Regions from separate parts of the Mus musculus genome. Here region 1 is linked to region 2. The links are chromatin contacts, called in public Hi-C maps. All regions are on one chromosome and are shown on one strand. Each heading gives the region's core, a stretch centred on a gene start, on an enhancer-like site or on the middle of the called end of the contact. The rest is flanking DNA. Distances are from core to core; before and after follow the strand shown. Region 1 holds the start of 2210011K15Rik (a long non-coding RNA gene). Region 2 overlaps Insig2 (insulin induced gene 2).

What was found. A called contact is a pair of places that touch in the nucleus more often than the background predicts.
Region 1: a contact with region 2 is called in a Hi-C map of muscle stem cells, with 1.5 times the contacts expected there. The contact joins the promoter of 2210011K15Rik here to the enhancer-like site in region 2. A contact is called at or near these places in 10 of 484 Hi-C or Micro-C datasets (the C2C12 cell line, the N1E-115 cell line, bone marrow-derived dendritic cells and 7 more), 5 of 115 datasets of contacts at active chromatin or transcription factors (the SCID.adh cell line, embryonic forebrain, embryonic stem cells and 1 more) and 3 of 9 other capture datasets (adipose tissue, liver and pancreatic islet).

The regions. Positions count from the first base shown.
Region 1 is chr1:121,356,737-121,361,551 of GRCm38.p6, forward strand. 2210011K15Rik (a long non-coding RNA gene) reads right to left here and starts at 3,335. Exons shown (of 3, transcript XR_003947976.1): 1 at 3,286-3,335; 2 at 3,076-3,181; 3 at 1-31.
Region 2 is chr1:121,313,168-121,318,469 of GRCm38.p6, forward strand. The region is part of intron 2 of Insig2 (insulin induced gene 2); the gene reads right to left. Among named protein-coding and RNA genes, the nearest start is that of Insig2, 12 kb to the right of the region's middle. Within about 2 kb of position 1,829, at least 69 of the 459 cell types and tissues checked have an H3K27ac peak or open chromatin away from gene starts, as enhancers often do. A contact at or near this core is called in embryonic forebrain and muscle stem cells, where this site is marked.

The sequences.
Region 1 (4,815 bases), core at 2,085-4,584, 45 kb after region 2:
GCAGCAACAGCAGCAGAATAGATACATTTATCTGCAAGAAAGCAGGCAGGCAAAAGCAACCCTGAGTCTTCCATAGTATGCTCATGCCCATGTGCATGTGTGCGTGCATGTGTGTGTGCATGTGTGTGTCTGTATACGATCTACATGTATGTAGTGTCTTCAGATGCCAAAAAGGGGAGCATTGGATACCCTGGAGCTGGTTACAGGTTGTGCAATGCCAGGAATCAGTGCTGGGAACCAACACCAGGTCATCTGCTCCTCCCTGCTAACTCATATTCCAGCCCACTTAGAACCATTTATAGTGGGCCACCATTAGAAGGAGTTGTATACTCTGTCGGAGGTCTTCACCCATCAGTCAGTCCTTCCTGAAAATGTTCCCCAGACCCACCTCAAGTAACTTGAGACCCAAGTTGGCAATCAAGACCAAGTCACAAATAAGAGGTCAGTCACACCAATGATAGCACCATGACACCTTACAGGCTCTGACACTCCTGATCCTTACTGTAGCCTGGGACAGAAATGCAATGTGCTCCCTGTACTTGTACTTGACACAAGGCCTTGGGATCTCTACTGAAGAATTTTTCATCAGTCCTGAGGCTACAGCTGGCAGTGTAATGTGAACTAAACTTTCTGTTGCACTGCCTACCCTCCCCCGACCCCTAGCTGAAGAAGAAAGGGGACCCACTATTTGAGTAAACACCAAGTCTGTGTGGCTCAGGCTCACACACACTCTCACCACACACTCTCCAGATCACACACACTGCATCCAGTCACATCACTCTCCCAGAGATGGGTCGACATTCTCAGACGTGCTCTGGGTTTCATGTAGTAGGTCTTCAGTTCCCAGGGACCACACATAGGGATTACTTGAAGCACGCATATAATAGGGAGCAGAGATGCAGAGACAAAGGGACTGTACACTTTGCCTGGTTGATGACTGTGGTATCAATGTCTTTTGTGGTTTAAATATAAAGTGTTGGTGGTAAGCTCTTGTGTTTGGAATGTGATCCCCTGATGGAGTCCCTGTTTGGAAAGGCCTTGGGCTCTTTAGAAGCTAGAGTTAACTGGAGTGAGTTGGTCGGTAAGGGCAGGCTTTCAGGTGCATTCATTTTCTGGAGAGCAGAGATGCTAGGTGTCTTCCACTATCATTATCTATTGCCCAGTGATTTTCTAGGTTCGTGTGTTTTAATTTTGTTTTTGAGACGATGTTCTTTACTAGAACCAAAGATACCCTGTTTGCATGTGTGGTTGGCCAGTGATCTCCAGGGATCCATCAGTCTCTGCTTGACCTTTTCCCTGGAAACATAGTGAGGTTACTGATGCATGCCTCTGCAGGGGCACACACACACACACACACACAGAGAGAGAGAGAGAGAGAGAGAGAGAGAGAGAGACAGAGACAGAGACAGAGACAGATGTCTGTGTGTATATCTGTGAATGCTGAGTATCTGAACTTTGAATTCAGGTCTTCATACTTACTAGAAAAGTTCTGTATCAATGAAGCAATCTCTCCAGCACAGGCTTGAAGGTTTTATAGCCAAGGACCACTTCCTAGAAACCCAGTAAAGATGCAGTGTGGCCAGCTCCTCCTGCTGCCCCTGCTGCCCCTCCTTCTGTCCCTCCTGCCCTTGCTGACACTCTTGCCCATCCTGCCCATCCTGCCCCTCCTGCCCCTCCCGCCCCTGCTGCCCCTCCTGCCCCTCCCGCCCTTGCTGTCCCTCCTGCCCCTGTTGCACCTCCTGCCCCTGCTGCCCCTCCTGCCCCTGCTTCCCCTCCTGCCCCTCCCGCCCTTGCTTTCCCTCCCGCCCCTGCTGCCCCTCCTGCTGCCCCTCCTGCTGCCCCTTCCGCCCCTGCTGTCCCTCCTTCCCCTCCTGCCCCTCCCGCCTTTGCTGCCCTTGCTGCCCCTCCTGCCCCTGCTGCCCCAGCTGCCCCTCCTGTCCCTCCTGCCCCTGCTGCCCCTCCTGCCCCTCCCGCCCTTGCTGCCCTTGCTGCCCCTCCTGCCCCTCCTGCCCCTGCTGCCCCTCCCGCAACTGCTGCCCCTGCTGCCCCTCCTGCCCCTCCCGCCCTTGCTGCCCTTGCTGTCCCTCCCGTCCCTCCCGCACCTGCTGCCCCTCCTGCCCCTCCTGCCCCTCCTGCCCCTGCTGCCCCTCCCGCCCTTGTTGCCCCTCCTGCCCCTGCTGCCCCCCTGCTGCCCCTCCCGCCCCTGCTGTCCCTCCTGCCCCTCCTGCCCCTCCCGCCCTTGCTGCCCTTGCTGCCCCTCCTGCCCCTGCTGCCCCAGCTGCCCCTCCTGTCCCTCCTGCCCCTGCTGCCCCTCCTGTCCCTCCTGCCCCAGCTGCCCCTCCTGTCCCTCCTGCCCCTGCTGCCCCTCCTGCCCCTCCCGCCCTTGCTGCCCTTGCTGCCCCTCCTGCCCCTCCTGCCCCTGCTGCCCCTCCCGCAACTGCTGCCCCTGCTGCCCCTCCTGCCCCTCCCGCCCTTGCTGCCCTTGCTGTCCCTCCCGTCCCTCCCGCACCTGCTGCCCCTCCTGCCCCTCCTGCCCCTCCTGCCCCTGCTGCCCCTCCCGCCCTTGTTGCCCCTCCTGCTGCCCCTGTTGCCCCTGATGCCCCTGATGCCCCTCCCACCCCTGCTGCCCCTTCTGCCCCTCCTGCCCTTGCTGCCCCTCCAGCCCCTGATGCCCCTCCTGCCCCTCCTGCACCTCCTGATCCTCCTGCCCTTGCTGCCCCTCCTGCCCCTGCTGCCACTCCTGCTACTCCTGCCCCTCCCGCCCTTGCTGCCCCTCCATCTTCCCCTCCTGCCCCTGCTGCCCCTGCTGCCCCTGCCACCCCTTCTGCTGCCACTGCTCCTCGGAGTTGCTTCTGGTTGGGTGTGGCTGCAGAGGCGAGCAGAATGACCAGCACAAGTCTCAGCCTTCAATCGTTCGCGTTAGATCGTGCTGATGAAAATATCACGTCTAAGGCTCGTCTTCTTACGTCTGAAGAACAGTTAACATTTACTGATTTCATTGTAGGGGAATGCAGAGGTTCCATACTGTGTGTGACCGTCCAACGACATTATGTCAGAGTCAGTGCTCTCACTTACCATCTAGGTCCCAAGGATCAAGCTCGGTCCACCGGCCCGGCAGCCAGCACCTCTACTGGATGAGCAGTCTCCTCAGCCCTTCAGCTTCTGGCATTGGAGCCACACCCTAGAGGAAAGCAAACCCAGAGCTCGGGAGTTAGGCCCTTGCATTTCTTTTATCTCAGATGTGAATTTACAGACTTAGAAATCAGATGCGAGGAAGCTACCAACACTCATCGTCTTTGGACTCTGCCAGGCATTGTCATGGTTCGGCCTCCATGATACAGGAGTGTTGGGAGTTCTGCAAAACCAGCTGGGGTGAACTTTCTTTATCTCGGAAACCATATAAGCAAGCTGGTCTAGTAAGTGCAACAGGGCAAGGCATGGCGCCATAGCAGGAAAGGGCTCTGCAGTCTTTTTTTTTTTTTTTTTTTTTGTCACTGCAATAAAATTCCATGATCAGAGTAACTTTATAGGAGTAAAAAAGTGCGTATTTTGGCTTACAGTCCCATTGGGAGAGTCCATAATGGAGGTAGAGGCAGTAAATAGCCAGAGAATGAAGCTGAGGGAGTGTGTATCCATCCACATGCAAGACCCAGGCAGAGAAAACCATCAGGAAGGCTTGGCTTATAAACTTCCACCTTAAGACTCAGACTCACACACATGCACACACACACACTCATACACACACACACACACTCACTCTCACACACACTCACACACACACACATGCACACACTCACACACTCACACACACACACAGTCATACGCACACACTATTGACTTGTGTGCAAAGCTGTCTGTACTCTTAGTGATGTTCTTAATGCTAAGAATCTCCGTGAGGGACATTCACCCCTGGCAGGGGAATAACAGACCACAGACACAATTTCGTATCAGCCCAGCCTGATGAGCCAATGAGCTCACTCCTGGTGAATCCGTGAGTCAGAGGCTGCTGACAGGAGCAGGAGGGATGACGCATGGCAATAGCATCTCTGGAGTTCCTCTCCCCATCTCCCTTTTACTTCCTATATACTCTATTGCTTCTCCCAGACCAGGTGACAGGTGAGGGTGGTGGGTAGGATCTTGGATGAAAGTCTAGGAACCCTCTCTCCTCCACCTATGAACCATGAGTGAATGTTGCTAGTCTCAGCACATGACTATGCTCTAGCTATCTGCATGTTTATTGTCTTTCTTATTCCCCTGTCTAGACTGGAAGCAGAGCAAGGTCCCCTGTAGTTCCTATAGCAATCTTGTCTCTATGAGGACTATAACCATGTGATGCTCAAAAGAAATAACTACATCATAATAATCTCCAAAGCTTTCTTTTTCATACTATAAAACATAAAGCTGTAGTATGAATTTTATGCCAAATGTAGTGTAAATATCCCTTGGGGATAGAACACAAAGTCCAAAAACAACAAGTAGGGAAAAGATCCCATCTAAATCGCCAGCAGGAACATGCCTACGGCTGCTCTGTTGAGAACACCAGCAGATTTGCCTCAGATTAAAAGCACAATTGCACTCAGTCATCACCAGAGAAGCTTTCTTCTGCAGCAGATGGGAACAAACATAACAATGTCAATATAACAAATATAAGGAATATAACAAATATAACAAATGGGAACATTGTCACAGCCAGACAATGTGCAGAGAGGAAGAGACCTTTGAATGCTCAGCCCTAAATGGGATGTCTCCATCAAATCCCTCCCCTCAGTATTCAGGGAGCCCCTCAGAAGAGGTGGTAGAAAGTCTGTAACAGCC
Region 2 (5,302 bases), core at 579-3,078:
GTCTATCCATAACTTAAGTAGTTAATAACAAAGACAAGAAATTTATGTGTATATTTTGTGCATGTTTCTGAATGTGTTCACGAAGCCATGTAGAAACCAAAGAACAAGCTAGGGTGTCATTGCTCAGCCACCACCTACCTTGTTGTCTGAAACAGGATCTCTCACTGACCTGGAACTCACCAAGAAGGCTTGGTTGGCAGCCCAGTAAGCCCCAGAGCCCCAGCTGCATCCACCTCTCCTGCACTGGATTACATGCAGGCACCACCCTATCTAGAGGTTTTCTTTCTTCTCTCCCAGCCCTTCCCCCTTTGCTTCCCTTTCCTTTGTGTTGAATGTGAGTTCTGAGGGATCAAACCAAATGCTAACAAGGCAAGCACTGCACTGACTGACCTATCTCTCAAGCCACAAGAACATTTATTGATTTGGTAAAGATTATTTGTTAAATTTGTGTCTACATATGCACATGTGCCTGCTAGTATGTGCATGTGCATTTGGGTGCTAGAAGACATAGGATCCCCAGAAGTACAGGAGTGGGGAAAGCCACCCAGTATGGGTGCAGGGAAACAAACTCAGGTCAAGCCCTCTAAAAGAACATTAAACACTCTTAACTGTTGCACCATCTCTCCACAAAAGCACACAACCTTTTAAATTTTAAAATATAAAATTAAAACGGTAAAAGGAAAAGGAAAACTGGAAAGCAATTAGTATTAGAAAGCACAGGCACACAGAGCAAGGGAACAGCATGTGGAAGAGACAACCTGGCTCCTTCCACCTAGAGATGAGATTGGAGTGCTGTGTTCTTTTTACCTCAGCTTTGGTGAGTATTGATGACTCACAGGCCATCCTGAGACCAGTGACAAATCACAGCAAAGTAGAGATCCAATGGCTGCTAAAAATTGCAAGTTTCAGGGCCTGGGTGATGGCTCAGTTTGTGAAATACTTGCCTTGCAAGCCCAAAAGAACTGAGTGCAAACCGAAACAAGAAAATCTAAGGTGGGATGTATCTGAGGAGGGACAACCCAGGGCATCCTCAGGCCTCTGCATACCACCAACAGACACATGTACGCACACAAAGAAAACCTACATTATGGTCCTGTTTAAAACACACTAGTGAAAAATCCCATTGGTTTAAACGACAGAATTTCAAAGTTCTACATGATTAAAATGACAAGCGTGCCTAATAATTGAAACATGTCTAAATGATATTTTTTCCTCAAGGGCTGTCACAAAACAGCTCATTTGTCATTCCCCAATTCTCTGTATAATAAACGCATACACATACATAGATGAATAGTGATATTGATGTACCTACCTACCTGTCATCTACCATCCTTCCATCTACTACCTACCTATTATCATCTATTATCTACCTATATATCAATTAATTTATCCTCAACCCCATGCCATCCTGCTCCTGCTTGCCTGTGCCTGAGTAAAAATGCAACCAGAGCAGGTATTCCAAGCCAGTCTTCCTCAGCAGCTGATGCCACTGGTAAAGAATGATCACACAGAGATGCTGACATGTATGTGCGAAGGTGTAAATAACTAAAACTGACTATGTTTCTACGCAAGTGAGAGGCAACTGAGACGGGAAAGTGAAAACACAAAGAAGGAATTTAAATGGCCATGCTGCCAACCCTGGGATTTGCCAATAAAAACCCCAATCCGTTGAGTATGCACGGTGCTCAGCTGCTCACTGAGGGAGGATTTGGGAAAGCTTGTCACTTCCCATTACATGTCTTTCTTTCTTTCCGTTAAATAAAGGCATGGCAGAGTCTGATAGGAGTATACACAGCACAGTGAGGCTCCACTGTCTGAGAGCTCAGTGGAGTATGTCTGGGCTTCCTCTTTTCTCTCTGCACCTTTTTTTTTAAAAACAAGAGACTTAAAATCATGCTGTGTAAAATCATATGCAAATACAATCCTGCCTAATCAGATGGTTCTCAGATGTAAAATCACATGTCTTCTGATGTCTTTAAGTGATTCCCAGTAACAGTCTGCCAAGACTGAAGACAAAGGGAGCTTGTGAAGCACTGGTAGTAAGCCATCACTCTCTCAGGATACTGTGCTCAGTGCAGTGAGGCAGGAAAAGGAACAGTTAAATTAGGCATCTAGCACAAGGGGGGCTGAACAAAACCACAGTGCTCAGCAAGACACACTTCCATGGAAGACTACAACAGAGGCAGGCCATGATTTCATTCAGCAACTACTTAAGCCCTATAATGTATCTGGCTCTTGATATTTCCTGGGGATTTAAAGAGGGCTTGGGAGATGGCTGAGTTTGTAATGTGCTTGCTGTGTAAGCCCAAGGATCTGAGTCTGATCTTAAGGATCTACTTCACACACGCACACGCGCACACACACACACACACACACACACACGCACACGCACACGCACACACACACACTCACACACACACACACATACACACACACACGCAGCAGGCACGGTGGTGGGCACTTGAAATCCCCTTGTACTATGAAGCAAAGACAAGCAGCTTCCTGGGGTTTGCTGGCCAGCCAGCCTACCCTACTTCGTGAGTTCCATGCCAGTGAAAGACTGTCTCAAAGACAAAATAATACCACCACCACCACCACCACCACCACCACCACCACCACCACCAAGGTAGATGACATCTGAGATGTAGCAGTTGAACTTGTCCTCTGGCATGTGTGCGTGCACCAACACACAGACACACATGGGCATAGACATGTGCACACTAATAAACAAGAGGATGTGTTTCCATGGCAAAGTGACAGACACTACTGAATGCTGTTAAGTCCTGACAGGATACGGAGGGGTTCTTACTCTGTTTCTGCACATGAGGAGACATAAGGTGTTGGGCTGTCTAGAACGTTTCCATACGAGTGACCCTGCAGGCAGAAGCAAGGAAACAATCTCACAGCAGAGGGAGGTGCCTGAAGGACTAAGGCACATCCAGAAACAAGCAGCATTACCAGGAAACTCTAAGGTTTGACATGAAGGGAAACTTGGGGTCCAGAAAGAGTCAGAGTATTACAAAATGTCACGAGAAGGCTTTAACCCTGAGCATGGTAATGAATCAGGAAAACCACGCACGCCACCACATTGTGTCAGAGACAATCATTCTTACATCCCAGAGAGTTCAACAGAACACAGGGAAGTGGTGTCAGTCAAAATCAAGGTAGGAAAATTCTCTAAGCTCAGGGAATTGGGGCCAAGACACCAATAGACCAGTGTAAACTCTGTAGGCTCACCTTGGACGGTGGGAACTGGGAAGAATAGAGACCTCTCCAAGAAAGAGGTGAGAACTGTTTGACTAGCAGGATCCTTTAAATGACCTTCTCGGGCTTACCTATTTGTGTGATTTTTGAAGTAACTTCTCTACTTCTTTTACCCACAATACAGAAATTGTCTTTTGAAGTATTTATTCTTTAGAGCTGGTAATGTTAAACCTCCAGTCCCAGCACCCAGGAAATGAAAGCAGGACAATCAGAAGTTCAAGGCCAGTCTCACCTACAGAGTGAGTTGGAGGCCTCATGGCATGCATTATTTTATTTCTTAATTATAACAAGACAATAGGAGGATATAATTGATAAAGGCTACTTGGGGACTCTCCAGAACACAGAGCTGGTGAGCTCACAAGCCCCAGGGCTGACCTACTACTATTATTTTGCTAAGTGGACATCTTATCGAGCTACCCTGTAAACCTTCATCACTATAGCCATAGACTAGTAGAGCTGTCACTTCTCATTGGAGAGGTTTCTTTGTGCAGTAGATGGCAGTTAACACAAAAAGGAGAGAGTGTCTGTAGACTGCTCAGCCACAAATGGGGCATCTATGTCACAGTCCCTCACACCAAGGCTTAGGAACTATCAAAGAAGTCAGGATGGAAAGACTATGAGCACCAATGGTCGGGGAGGACCCTGATGAGACTATCTTTTAGGCATTACAGGGCTCTTGTACTAGTGAACTCACAGCAGCTGCCGCCGCCTGCATATGAAGAAGCCTGTCAATGGTCCAGCACAGAGCAGGAAACCGTTTCCCTAGTTGAAGAGCTACTGACAGCTGAGAGAGAGAGAATCAGTTTTCTTTAAGCATATGGCCCCAAGCAGGTCAGCCACCATCCAATGGATTGGTATATAGGAAGTACAAATTGTACTTGGACTCTGTGAGATTAAAAAGGAGGGGTCAAGAGTGAGGATATGAAGCTGGGATGTGGGAGGGGATGAGGCAGGAGTAAGAAGTGAATATAATCAAAATGTACTAGACGTGATGGCTATGGGAGCACAGGTCTTTAATCTCAGCACTCAGGAAGTGAAGGAAGGTGGATTTCTGAAGAGTTTTGGCCAGCTTGGTCTATATTATGTGTTCCAGGCCAGAGTTACACAGTGGGACCCTATCTCAAAACAAACAAACAAACAATTAACAAACAAACAACAAAATTCTCAGTTAATTTCATATGAAATTCTCAAACAGTTAATACAAATCTTGTGTTTACTTGAAATATATACATATACAAATACATGTGGACAAAACAGGTTGTGTTTCTATATTTAGAGAGAGAGAGAGAGAGAGAGAGAGAGAGAGAAATAATCTAAAAAAAAACAGGGGTCATGAAACTGAGAGAGTAAGGCAAGGATAGAGAAGGGGAAAACCGAACATATTTTAATTAAAAAAATACAGAAATCCCCCCCAAAATATTCTCCTAGAAAAAGAAAAAAGGAGGAAGAGAAGAAAAAGGGAGAATAATCCAAAGAAACTTGTGAGACTTCCTCAGCAATGCCTCAAGAAGCCACTGGCTTCCTAGGACCACCCTAGGGACAGGTGACTCCTGTTCCTTTACAGTAAAGTGATGAACCTGGAGACCCTGGTGTGGATAGCTGATAGGTCTAAGAAACTTAAGTCAGGGGGATACAGACTAAGCTACATCTTGGAGAGGGAGAAAGAACTAGCAGCTACTGGGAATGTATTGTCTTCTGAGTTTAAGTAAAGGAAAATACAGGTAGTTTTGCAGATAGAGCAAAGAATAAGCTACAAGGTCTATTGTCTATCTGGACCACTTCTTGGAGGATAACCCTGGGGAAACCAGGCAGTGATGACTTCCCTTCCTGACTGCAAGAATATCCATCTGTCCATGTGGCAGGGTTACATCATTGTTCAGCAGGTTTCACAAAATTACTTGAAGATATCCCACAAGTCAACCTCAGCTTTGGACAGACATGCCTGCAACCTCTAGCTCTAGGATGTAGGACAAAAGTACCCATGTTGTGTCATAAAGCACTCATGTACACTAAGCATACACAGTCAGAATTACAATCA